Regions from separate parts of the Mus musculus genome. Here all the other regions are linked to region 1. The links are chromatin contacts, called in public Hi-C maps. All regions are on one chromosome and are shown on one strand. Each heading gives the region's core, a stretch centred on a gene start, on an enhancer-like site or on the middle of the called end of the contact. The rest is flanking DNA. Distances are from core to core; before and after follow the strand shown.

Region 1 (4,541 bases), core at 909-3,408:
ATTTCCTTTCAATAACTACAAGAATGCTTGGGAAAGAGGCCTATTTCAAAACAACACTTTAAAAAGTATTTCTCTGTATTCAATTCTGTTAACTATTAGTTTTACCTTACTATATACAGTATTTAGATATCTTACATTTAAAATGCATCATTCAGTCCTATAAACTATCTGTGCTTGGCTCATCTACTGTTACTTGAAGGTAATACAGAATCTTAAAAATCTTAGTATAAATACTGGAAAAAGTTTCAAAGAAAAATTTAAATAGTACTAGCTAGCAGAGTGAATTTGGGAAAGAGTTTTACACACAGGTCATTACTTATTATGTCTCTGTTGTCATCTATTATTCTTCCTGGGTGGTAACATTCTTGATCCTCAGTTGAACATATATTTCACAATACATGTTTCAGTTCCCTTGCAACCAAGAATTTTCAGAGAACAATGTTGTAGTTAGTAGGAGGTAGACAGGTGTGGGAAATAAAATTGCTATGAAATATCCGGAGAGAGCACTCTGCTCTCCCTGCCTGCCCCGCTCTTTTCTCTTTCCTTTTAGTGTGGTGGGGTTGTGATGATGGCTGGAAGGAGAACAGCCACCTCTGCGGCACTGATGGAGTGTTCTAGAGGTGATCCCAGGGGCACACACACGGGGATCGGAAAAACATTTTCAGGAGTGGTTCTCTCCTATCACGTGGGTTCCAGGTATAGAACTCATGTTGTCAGTTTTTGGTGTAAGTGCCCTTATCTGCCCAGCCATTTTGCTGGCCTTGGACTATTTCTTAAACTTACTTTGGAGCCAGGCAGTGGTGGCGCATACCTTTAATCCCAGCACTCGGAGGCTGAGGCAGGCTGATTTCTGAGTTCGAGGACAGCCTCGGCTACAGAATGAGGTTTTAAAAAATTTTTAATTTTTGAAACGTAGCCTTGGCTGTCCTGGAACTCATATAGATCAGGCTAGCCTCAAACTCACAGAGATCCACCCTCAAGTGCTGAGTTTAAAGGTATGTGCTCCCTCACCCAGCCTTCAATTTTTGTAGCAGCAGTTATCACACAAGATACTGTGACTATTTAATCAATTATATTGCCTGACATTTCAGGAGTACTCACTGAGTTACAGTTTTGATGCGGGGACTCACTCAGTGAAGAAACAAGAAGTGGCTGATTATGTATGTCAGGCCTTAGTTTACTCATGACGCCAAGGTTTAGGTTAAGAGACTTCTCCAAGGTTATAAACTAATCATTGCTAGGTAAGAATTCAAACTGAGATTCGTGGAATTCCAAAGCCATGCTTCTCAGATAGGAGTAAAGTCAAGGCCTGCAAGCCTTTTCTATTAGTTTTCGCTATGCACTTTCAACTTTCCAGCCTCAATTCCTCTTCCGACAAACTCCTTGAAAACCAAAAATGTTTTTGGGAGTGGGAGCTAGGTAGAGCAATGTAGAATAAGGGGGACCTTGGGAAATGGACTGATTTGCAGCTCAGGGTCCGAACAGAAGGAACACAAGAGAAAGGGATTTGGGTTGACCACACCTAAAATTGCCTTTTGAGGATTTGCATGAGAAGCAATCTTGACACAGTGATTCTAAAATATTGTGGTACTACATATAGAAAACTGTGATTTTCCTAATTTCCTGCTTCATAGGTTAGCACTTAAACTGGGAGGTTTTAAAAGGATTTGGCTAGTTAGGAATGCACACTACACCACACCTGTAAAGAAATCTTACTTGGGAAGGAAATTCAATAAAAATGCCAAAATTATAATTGGACTGACTTTCTTTGTTTTTGCCAACAGGTAAGAAAGTAACATTACCAGTTTCTAGGGACATTTTAACATTTTCTTTTTTTCGGGAGGGGCAGCAGTCTTGCAACTGTTTCTCTTTCCGAAGGCTATTTTATTCAATAAAAACCAACCCCATCCCAGTAGAGAGTTAGAAAGCATTCATTGAGAGCGTGCTCCCGCACCCCGCACGCACGCACGCACGCCCGGTGGTGGCTGAGCGGACAGGCGCTGCTGGACCGCTTCTGTAGCCTCCAGGCTAACAACGCCCGAGCCCAACGCTCACGGTACCGCGCATGCGTCTAAAGTACAGCTGCGCCTCCGGGTCTCTGCCCCCCTCCCCTCTCCGATGACGTGCACGGCGGGGGCGGAGCCCGAGGCCGTGGCGGGAGTGGGGGAGGAACTGCGAGGTGTGCGTGGACGTCAGACTGGATAGCGGAAGGTCAGGACGGCCCGGAGCGGAAGTGGGGCTGAGGCGCCTGTCCGCCATTGTGGGCCCGAGGATCGGAGGACGAGCGGGGACGAGCAGTGTGCAGGCGGCGAGCTCGGGCCCCTTCCGCGACTCCCGAGCGTGAGCCCTCTCCCTGGAGCCTGCGAGAGCGGCGGCGGCGGAGGCCGGAGCAGAGCTTCGCGAGGGCGGTAGTCGACTGCTGTGAGTGCTCTCGGCGAGGCCCAGGCAGCGGCGGCGGCGGCGGCGGTTCCTCTCGGGTTACGGTGAAGAATGTCAGCCACTAGCGTGGATCAGGTGAGGGAGCAGGGCCCCGGCTCGGCGAAGGCCGGAGCTGCAGAGCTCCACCCTCGCGTGCGGCGCGGCTCCTCTAGCCGCCGCTAGCTCCGTAACGGCGCCGCGGGTCCCGGTTGTCGGGGCTGCTGCCCAGGCCGGCCTGAGCGCGGGCGGCTGAGTCTGCGGCCGGCGCCCGTGACCACAGGCCCGGAGGTCCCGGCGGCCGCCGCGGGGCCCGGAGCTGGCGGGTGCCGGAGGCGAGGCGGAGAGGCGGCGGGAGGCGGCCGGGCGGAGAGGTTGCGGAGGATCTGGTGGGGTTCACACCTACGCGGATTGTTCTGAAGAACTTGTTTGCAGTGGCTCTGTTTAACGCACTTTTCTTCCCCCTCCCCCTCTTTACCACCTCTGTCGTCTTGCTTCAGAGACCTAAAGGGCAAGGAAATAAAGGTGAGTTTGTTTGTTTGTTTTCCCCTTAGGTGTTCCCTTGATGTGATTTTTTTTTAAAAAAAACTGTAAGCGGTTTCTTTCTTGTTTTTGCACTTCTTTCTAAATATAAAGGATAGAAAAACATCCAACGCAGCTAACAGACAACATTTACTTAGCTCCTGGGTTTGTAGAAACCGAAGTACTAAGAAGAAACAGCTGTCTTGGTTGTATTTCAATGAACGTAATGTTATTTCTTCAGTTTACCATTTATGTTTGTTACATAACTTAGGTCATACTTTTTTCTACATTTGTGTATAGTTGGATAAGTTTTTAAAGTGAACAGCATTCTGTTTGAAATTTCGGGATTACATTTAAACTTGGCAAATCACATGGCGTTCTATGCCACATTGGGTGAAAATCATGCCCCAATCACTGAATAGAATCAGTGAAGTTGCTTGCAAGGAGACAACACCACTATAGAACTCCTAACAAGTATGTAATCTTACAGCAGCGCTCTGATTGGAAGGCGTGTCTCGATCTGGTTTCTTACAAAAGCCCGAGAAGGAAATTATTTGTGCAGTTATTGCTAGTGTTATATGATTTGCTATTTAAAAACTACCACTAAAAGTAAGGCAGTTAAAACACAAATGTAGTTTGTATTTATGCGTGTGGAACAAAGTAGTCAGCTGATTGAAACATGGCTTAACATGTGATATTAGTGTAGAACAATAACTCCTTTCTTGGGGTGGTGCCAATTAAAGAACATTACAATGAGCTATATATTTGTAACGTTTTGTAGTGCCGGAAGTGACACTAAATACAATTACACTTCCTGCTTTTTTTTTTCTTCCCCGTTCCCCAGTAACTAAGTACTACTTAAAAAATAAGATCTGTAATAGCCCTTTAGGTGAAGATTTATTGTTTCTATTGATGCTTTCAATGGTTTTCCTGGGATTTTATGTGCCAAGGCTGGTTAATTAGAAATAATAGTGCTCTGTCCAGAATAACTTTCTTCATGCCACACTACATTTTATATAAGAGTTTATATATGCCAGATACATTGTAGTGTGTTAGTTAACAAACTATTTTAATTAATGTTTTATTTCAGCATATGAACATCTAGGAATTTTTAATTCATAGAATTCCAGTTTATTTTAGTTACAATTGTAAACTTCAGAATTAGAGGTTAGTTTAAAATTAGTTATTAAACATTTGTAAGTTTAAAAGGACTTTTTTCCTTTTCCTTTTTTGACTAATCTGACCATACTGAAATTTCTGGTCATTATTGCCTAGTATAAACTATTTTATTCTAGAGCCATGGCACTTTGCAAGGCTATTTGAAGTGCTGTGTTTTATGTTACCTGTTTTAAGGTAAGTGATTTCTGTGAAGGTCTTTTGGATAAAACAAAATAGATCATGCAGATGGGTATTATAAGCTAGTTCTGTATTACCACAGTTTTGGTTACTTGAGAACAACCACTTCATTTTGGTGTCGCCTAGTGACCGCTCTGCTGATAGACTTATCACCAAATAGACAGAAGCTGCCTAGCCACAGACTTCATCACCCTCTGATTACATTTTTTATGTGAGAATTTTTAATTGTTAGTATCACTTCTGATTTA
Region 2 (4,373 bases), core at 1,176-3,675, 5.7 Mb before region 1:
GTGGTCAAGAATCTGCAGTACAGGCTTGCCTTAACCAGCACACACACGCATACCAGTAAACCAGTCTTTTTCTTCTTACTGGTGTGCAGCAGAAGCCAATACTTACAGTGAATTTGGCCCGCTCTTCCATAACCTCGTAACCTAGAATTGTAGGTGTTGAAGGTCTGTCTTCCCAGTTCACTGCCTCAGGATGCTGCTCTTCAGCCTCTCTTGGTCTAGCAGAATACTCAATGGATGAATCTGTCCCTGTAAATTTAGTCCTAATGAGAGGACTACCACACATTGATGATGCACTGTCCATCTGATCCTGGACATTCGTCTGCTTAAGACTGCCCACAGCTGAGTCCTCTAACTGGCCTTTGGAAGAGGTTGAGCTTGTGGAAACACTGCCAAAAGAAGAACTCCTTTGATTTCTGTTGTTTGTAAAGCTGGAAGCGGAGTTTCCTATTGGCATTGGAACTGGGACATACGGGGTTGCCATCTTCTTTGGCCTTGGCAACAAACTTGTACACCTTTGAGTCCAAACACTTAAAGAACAACCAATATGCAGTTCATTGCTTTCTTCTTAGGAATTCACTATCTAAAAATGAGAAGGACATATTGAAGAATTAGACTTCAACCTAGAACTCAAACCAATAGAAAAGAAAGTGCTTCTCTTAATTTGTGACACTCAATTACCTATGAAGACATGGGTAACATCATCCTGTAATCTGATTTACCTCTGTGGACTCTTGTTTACATGGTTAGGAGAACAAACTTATTTTACATCTCTTTTCTTGACCCTTATGATATACATATTTCTTCTTTTTTTTTCCCTTTGGTCTACTTTTCTTTATTTTTTGCAATATTCATTTTAAATGGACTTAATCCTAACATACATTCAAACATATTTCCTGTCTACTCCCACTCAAAAAATGGAAGCAGAAGGAGAAGTTTTGTCGTCCTGGTTGTACTATATGCAACATAGGAACAGAAGAAGGAAAAAAGTCATTCATTTTACTTTTTTATAGAATTACTGAAACTCCCAAGGATTTACACAGGCTAATCATAGTCAGTCCGAAGTTTGATTATTACTAAGGAATGCTCTTTTACTTTGATTGAGATTTGCAATGCTATGCATGCATTCTAAACCTCTTCCTTAAAAAATATGTTAATTTTTAGGCAGGGTCTTACAAGGTTGTTGCCTGTGAACTTGCTAAGTAAGTAGCCTAGGTAGGTTTGAACTTTTGATCTTGCAGCCTCCATAGGTGCTGGGATACACACCTGTACTACCAAGCCAGCAACAACTGTCTTGAAAGTAACATTTTTTTTTAAACTTAGCATCAAATATATTTCAAATGCAAACTTGGTAAAGTTAACGAAAAAAAAGGGGGGGGGAAGGTATCAGGTTTACAGTCAATCAAATTAAATCATTAAAAGTTTTGCTTTTTGATTCTAGATTATTCATTCTCAATAACCTAAGGTCCAAAAGATGGTTATATTGTATGTCTGAATAATTTTGTAGAATAAAGAAGTAATGACTTACCATTACGACGTTAAGTAATAAACTCAGAAATGTTAAGTAGCGACCAGGAGAAATGACAGGTCTATTTATACACAGCAACAGGGGGTCTACCAGCCCAACTTTATTTACTGTCCTCTTAGCAAGCTGTCCCCTCTGGATGTAGGAAGTTTAAACAGGGTGTCTAACCTCACGCGGCCAGTGCAACCTTCCTTATTGTGGAACATTCAAGAAACTTGAGCTACGGACTCACCCCTTGGGTGAATCCTGACCCCCACCCCGCACCTCCCCAGAAGAACCGCGCAGGATTCTCGTAGCTCCGGCGCTGGCCTCTGACATCTGCCACCTGAGGCCCCGGGCTGCCAAGGGCGGCCTCGGGGTGCGCCCGGGGACTTCCACCCGCGGGAGCGCCGAGCGGCGGAGGGAGGGCGTGTCGCCTTCTTCGGGGGCGCCTGACCTCGTACCCAGGAGGATGCTCCCGCGCTACCTGGGGAGGAGGGTGACAGCACGGTGGCGGAACGCAGGCCCGGGGAAGCTGGCAGGGCGACGCGGTCCGCGCGGGCCGCGAGCCCTCAGGCCGGGCTCCCGCACCTGCAGTCCTCCCGGGCCAGGCGCGCCCAGGGGTGCGGCGGGGTCCAGGCTCCCCCGCGCCCCGCAGCCTCCCGCGCGCCCGCCCGCCGTCCAGGCGGCAGGTGTCCCCGCGTCCTACCTCGGCGCGCTCCGCGACCCCACGCCGTCAGGGGAAGGAAGGCGGCTCCTGTTGGACTGCGGCGGGTCGCGTCCTGCCCGGGCACTCGGACTCCTCACGTGACCCTCCGCCCCGGAGCAGCCGCTCGGTGCCTGGGCACAGCCACCCAGCCAGGTTCCCGCGAACCGAGGGAAGGGACGGCCTCGAGTGGGAGGGGGAGGTATGCCGCTCCAGGAAGTGACGTCACAGCACGGCACCGCCCCCGGAGGCCCACACTGGGATTGCTGGTCCCTGTCTCTGCAGTGGCCCGAACAAATCTAATTTTATCACAGGGAATCGACAGTTTTTTTTCCACAGGCTTTATTACTAGGGAGTTTCTGAGAAATGGGGCTACAATATCTAGTTTGCCAAGTAGATGAAGAGAAGACTTCAATTCCCAGAAGGCACTTTGGCTAGCATAAGTTCGGGCTAGAGCTTTGCATCATGGGACTTGTAGTTATCACTGGTTGGGGGGGGAGGTCTAGAAGGTTAGTCATTTTCCATAATTAGCATTTCTTTGATGGATTGACAACTGATTTGAAGAGTAGGCAGATAGAACACTATTTTATTGTGTATTTGTCCCTGTAATTTAGGACTATGGTAAAGATTCCTGAATGCCTGAATTTCTGAATTTAGCCCAAGTGAAAACAGTATTAGGCTGCTTAGATTTGCTAATTTGAAAACCTTTAGTGTTTCAGCAACACTATTATTTAATATTATATATCAAAGTTTACAGAACCATTTGTCAGTACAATCGAGTTGTCTTATTTAAAGATCATTCAATGATTTCTAGGGCTTTGGAGCGATACCTAGAAGGGGAAAATTGAGAGTGGTGATTCCAAAATGATAATGTGATTTCTGACATAGGTGTAGCTTTTATTGGAGAAATAAGTATGAGATAAACAGAATTCGTTGAAAACATAAAGATATTTTCAGGATGAAATTGCCCTTTTTGTCCTTGAATTAATATAATTGAATAAAGGGAAGAAAAAAGTAAGGCAAAGAAAAATGAACCTTGGAATAGTTTTCTTAATAGGGCTCCAGGGGCCAAGGAAAGAAAAGCGCTCAAGAAATAAGAGTGTACAGGTAGCATAGTTTGAAGAAAGATGAAGATCTTGTAAAGGTTGTTGGAACTGTTTGAGTAATTTTTTTTCAGATTATTGAGTGGAACATAACAGGATATACATATATACAAACATATACATATATACATATGTATATATCGCATATTTTCTGGTATTGATAAATGGCTAGATTTTACTTTCAGGAGATAACTAGACATTTTTAGTAATCAAAGAAGAACATTCTGTGTGTTGTCAGATAAGGGCTACAACATAATCTATATATACAATATAATCTATATATATACTGGCCGGTTCCTACTTATAGACTTTTAGTTTACACTCTATGCAGTGGTCCACAATAGAAATGAACTGTTTACACAGCTTACAGAATAAGATTATTTTTCTGACTTTTGTGTTGTGTACTTTTATGTATGTATAATAAGAGGGCATTTGAGCTCACCCAAGGTATCGTTAGACAAGATGCATAGCTTTTATCAGCCTGAGGTGATAGTGGGGTGAGCGAGAAGATGTAAAAACTACAGGATAAAAGAAGCATTTGAAATGGAAAGATATATTATTTCCCCTCCTAAGGAATTGCTCTATCTTCTGTACATTTGGCTTCTCTTGTGGCTAGGTTTATATCCCGGTTTAGATACATTTTTATTAAGCTGGATTTTTTTTTCAAGTAGCATATTTGATCCAACTTGTGTCCAACAGGTGCCTCTTTCCAAAGAATTAAAATGGAGGTGTGGCTGAGCAAAGGCATAAGATTGATGCCACAGAAACTAATGTCATAGGAGTATCTGTGGTGAGAAGTCTGGAAAGCCCCCCTGCTAATTTCTCTAAGATTGATCCATTCTTTCTCCCCTCTTGACTTCCCTTAGACTCTGTGAAATAGCCTAGTGAGTTTTTCAACATATTAGCCTTTTGCTTAAATACGGTCAAAGATTGTGTTTTAGTGTAAAAACCAAAACTGCAAGTAACACAGGCAAACTGAAAACCAGGAGTGGACACAGACAGGAGTCTTACAATTATTTAAATTGGGATGAGGAGATGGCTCTCTGGATAAAGCACTTGCTGG
Region 3 (4,340 bases), core at 36-2,535, 5.8 Mb before region 1:
TCTGAGACACACGCCGAGGTTTGGATTACAGACTTTGTCACTGGCCCATTATGTCACTTTCAATGGGAAAAATTGGTTGTGTTTGCTATTTTGAGACTTAGAGGGTTCAAGCAAGTATTATATGCCATTCAAGGTAGCCCAGGAGGAAGAGTTATGATTAAAATAATTTCTTAGCATCACATATCCCTACTTAACTGCACCCCCTTTCTGCTAGTCCAAGAGATAGGCCTCATCTTAATAACACTACAGATATGTGAAACTGGAAAGGATGAGCTATATCACAGATGGTAGATATATTTAGACATACTAGTAAATCAACCTGACAAGATGTATATAACTTAACAGTCAAATTCAAATAGCCAAGCTTCCCTAGGAAAGGACTACATGGGGAAAAAAAACCAAAAAACAAAAACAAAATTGATCTGCTGAGTGAATGGTAAAGGACATATACAACAACACGTCCTGTCTTGCCTTTGCTTAGTGCAGGCATCACCTACTGCAGGAATCCAGGCCAAACCCAAGAGCTGCATTCAAGACCTTGTTAGGAACTAACAGAAGCTGCAGCATGAGGAAACCCTCTGCTCACATTTGGAGTGCGATCTAACAGACTGTGAGCCTGACGCTTTAAGGACTTGCCGGCTATAGGAGTCTAAACACCCTGAACTTTGACGCATACCACCAGGGCCTATGTTTATGACAAGGTCTACCATTACCATAGTATTTATTAAACCTTCCTAAAATGTGGTTTACTGATCTGCAACTAATAGCTTAAGTTAATATTAGAAACACCAAGACGTCTAAAAACCTGCGAACACACTGCTGAAAACTGATGCTCTTCAACGCATTTGTCAGACAAAAAAATAAAAAATCAATCAAGAAAAAGCCTGGGAAAGTGGATGCTCCACGGTGGCAATGGTAAGGACCGAGGGGAACTGGAGTCCTGATCTAAGTCGCTTCGCCGACCAGGGCTTCTTGAGCAAGGCCATCTGGATACCCCGAGGAGTCTGCAAGGTGTGCATTCGGGATCTGCGTGCAAACCAAGGGAGCCACAAAGTTCGCCCCTACACCGAGGAACAGTAACAAAGACACCACCAGTATCACCCTGGAAGGTCGCTCACGCCCCGCGTCCTCCCTCACCCGCCGCCACCGCCCCGGCCGTCAGAACCCGGCCCAGGTCTCCCGCGGATGAAAATGGGGCTTCCAGCGTCACCTCGCTGCCGGCAGTGCTGCACCTGGCAGTGCTGCCCAATGTCCAACTCCGCCATCTTTCCACCGCCGCAAGGGCAGGGGGCGGGGCAGCGCTGGGAACGTCAGTCCGGAGCGGGCAGGACCGAGGGCGGGGCGTCCTGTGAGGTGGGTGGGGCCTGTAGTGGGGCAAGGCGGGGCTTTCGGGGGCGGGACCCCCGGTGGGGTGGGGCGGGACTCCGCGATGGGGCGAGGCGAGCATGCGGGGCGGGGCCCACAGGAGAGGCGGGGCCTTGAAGACACTTGCGCGCTTCCTGGAGGTTCCAGCACTCTCCAGAAAGAGAAGAGACTTAGTAGAACTCAATTCTTGTAGCTGAGGTTCTCGGGCTCAAATTTGAGAAAAACCTAGCTCCTCTTTTGGAAACTGCACTCGCTGTTCTCTACATTGAGTCTCCAAAATTGAGAACTCCCTCACGAAGATTTCTTGATTTCTTAAGTAACTGTATTCCCAGGAGCCAACAAAGACCTGGCAAGAAGGAGCTAAAGGAGTCTGCAACCCTATAGGTAGAACAACAATATGAACTAACCAGTACCCCCAGAGCTCATGTATATGTAGCAGAAGATGGCCTAGTCGGTCATCATTGGGAAGAGAGGCCCCTTGGTCTTGCAAACTTTATATGCCCCAGTACAGGGGAACGCCAGGGCCAAGAAGTGGGAGTGGGTGGGTAGGAGAGTGGGGGGAGGGCATGGGGGACTTTTGGGATAGCATTGGAAATGTAATTGAAGAAAATACCTAATTAAAAAAAAAAGAATGCTAGCAAAAAAAAAAAATGTTATAGCAATCAAGAGAGGTACCGGGACACTGATTACTATATTGTCTTGATGTTTTAGTTTGAAGTAAATGCCCTCACCATGAAAGCATTAGGCTTTTGTTTTTAATTTAAAGGCTTCTTTTAATTATTTGTTAAAATTCTAGTAAGGAAAAAAAAAAATACATGCAACTAAAGTGTACATCGCTCCTCGGTTAGGAGAGCACACTGCAGAGGCAAGCTCCTAGGTCATAGGATGAAGGGAGCTGTTTGATGTCTGACGAGCCTCTTCATTAGAACTAAGGGGAGGCCTTGCCTTGTAGGTGGGGTAGGAAGGGATGTCTTTCTACTGACAAGACACTGGACACAATCAGAGTGGATGAGTGACAATCAGCTGCAGACCTGAATAGTCTCCCATGTGACTTAAGGGTACTCAAATGCTCTCCTGAAGAGTAAAGTGAATACAATTGCCACACACCATACTTTTTCAGTGCATTCTGGATATTCGAACAGACACCACAGGCTTGGGCAGCAAACAGTTTTTTCAGAGAGCTAACTCCCAGCCCTTGCGATTTCTTGAATCTAAGGCTCAGCAACTTACGTTTTACTAATGTTGGTACAGTCAAGCAACAGTAGATTTTCTAGAATGTTACCGTGACTGAATGTTCTAAATAGATGGCAAATATATATCCCACCAATCCAATCAGAACATTTCTTTTTCAGCTCTTGGAGATCTCATAGCAGCCCAAGACTAAAGTTTAGCTACTCCTATCCCCGAGTCTCCTTTTCTGGTTTTTTCTTTAGATATTATTTACCAAAATCTATCTCTCCATCTATTTGTGTTCAACCCCTTTGTTAAATATATCCTCACTGATGAAATTCCAGTGATAAATGAATCAGAAACTCCTCTACCTCCATACTTAGTCATGACAACTTTTTTTAAAAACATGAGCTCTCGGGCTGGTGAGATGGCTCAGTGGGTAAGAGCACCCGACTGCTCTTCCGAAGGTCCGGAGTTCAAATCCCAGCAACCACATGGTGGCTCACAACCACTCACAATGAGATCTGACTCCTTCTTCTGGAGTGTCTGAAGACAGCTACAGTGTACTTACATATTAAAAAAAAAAAAAAGAACAATAAATAACAATAAATAAAGGGGTGGATGTAGTGCACACTTGTATGTAGTCAAATATTCATACATGTAAAATAAAAATCTTTTAAAAAAAAAAAAAAAAAACATGAGCTCTCCATTTCTAGCAGTCTGTTATGAGTACATGCTCTGTGTTATTTGACAATAAAACTTAAGTGCAAAATGAAGGCTTTTTTTTTTCCTGTACCATTCCATTTCTAACTAAAGCAGTCTACTGCACTAGGAAGCACAAATGCATGCCCAAACCTGCCCTTTCTTATGTGTGCCATGGAAATGCCCCCTAAACACCATGGAGTCTTCTTTAGAAACATTCTTCATTCTCTATTTATTCTCTGGATTATTTTTATGAGTAAAAAGTCATTTCCTTGCCCAAGATATCCCTTCATTTCTTCATTAGGCACAGCATTCTGTAGTTTGTTCAGTAAAGTTTTTCAGCTGCATCCTCGACTCTTCTACCCCATCTCCAGCTTCACAATGTCTCCCTCCTGTCCAATAGAATTTTGAGTGCTCTTTAATGGCAGGTGCCATTTTCTTTTCTCTAGAATGTTTCTATGTCAAGGGTTCCCAAATTTCCTTCAAACTATGAATCACCTGCATGCTTGCCACCCTCCTCCTGGGGTCCAATTAAAGGGTTGGGAATGGCTGTAAGAAACTGTAATTGCCTATACGTTGGTCCTTATCCGGTACATTTAGGAAACCCTTTGTCCCCTACTCTGCTTTCAGCATACACATCTTGCAAGGAAGGTGCAGGTATAGTTCTGTCCCTCGGGACATCAGACATCTCCTTTAGCAGCACTATGCACGTTTCTGATTAGCTCTACCCAGATCCTATTATAATTTACTTGACTCCAGCTCTCCATTCCCCCTTGCCCCACCCTAACCCCTGCTTTGGATTCTATTATTTACATAATAAAATCGTTCTTGGGTCCATTCAGCAAGCAGTCTGAACATCTCCTACATTTGAGGTACTTACTGTTCTATATTTGATACAGAATTAAATACAGCATAGTCCACAACTACACTGAACTCTTGATCTCTAAGGGATGTCTTTGTCATTTAACTTATTTTAAATGTTGTCCCAGCCTGCCTTTCCCTTGTTGTCTTCTGAAGCCTCAGTGCTCTGCAGCCGGCCACCCAGCCCTTGCGCAGCCATTGTCTTTACTTGCAAGCCATCAGGGAAATGCAAATCAAAATCA

What was found. Hi-C and Micro-C count contacts between places; a contact is called where the count stands out from the background.
Region 2: a contact with region 1 is called in a Hi-C map of CD4 T cells, with 4 times the contacts expected there. The contact joins the promoter of Snx16 here to the promoter of Ythdf3 in region 1. A contact is called at or near these places in 2 of 39 promoter capture datasets (pre-B cells and second pharyngeal arch cranial neural crest) and 1 of 484 Hi-C or Micro-C datasets (CD4 T cells).
Region 3: a contact with region 1 is called in a Hi-C map of CD4 T cells, with 4 times the contacts expected there. The contact joins the promoter of Zfand1 here to the promoter of Ythdf3 in region 1. A contact is called at or near these places in 1 of 39 promoter capture datasets (pre-B cells) and 1 of 484 Hi-C or Micro-C datasets (CD4 T cells).

Annotation. Positions count from the first base shown.
Region 1 is chr3:16,181,007-16,185,547 of GRCm38.p6, forward strand. It overlaps Ythdf3 (YTH N6-methyladenosine RNA binding protein 3), which reads left to right and starts at 2,159. Exons shown (of 5, transcript NM_001145919.2): 1 at 2,159-2,514; 2 at 2,916-2,940. The coding sequence starts at 2,491.
Region 2 is chr3:10,437,705-10,442,077 of GRCm38.p6, forward strand. Snx16 (sorting nexin 16) reads right to left here and starts at 2,426. Exons shown (of 8, transcript NM_029068.4): 1 at 2,211-2,426; 2 at 107-580. The coding sequence starts at 481.
Region 3 is chr3:10,350,032-10,354,371 of GRCm38.p6, forward strand. Zfand1 (zinc finger, AN1-type domain 1) reads right to left here and starts at 1,286. Exons shown (of 8, transcript NM_025512.3): 1 at 1,211-1,286. The coding sequence starts at 1,265.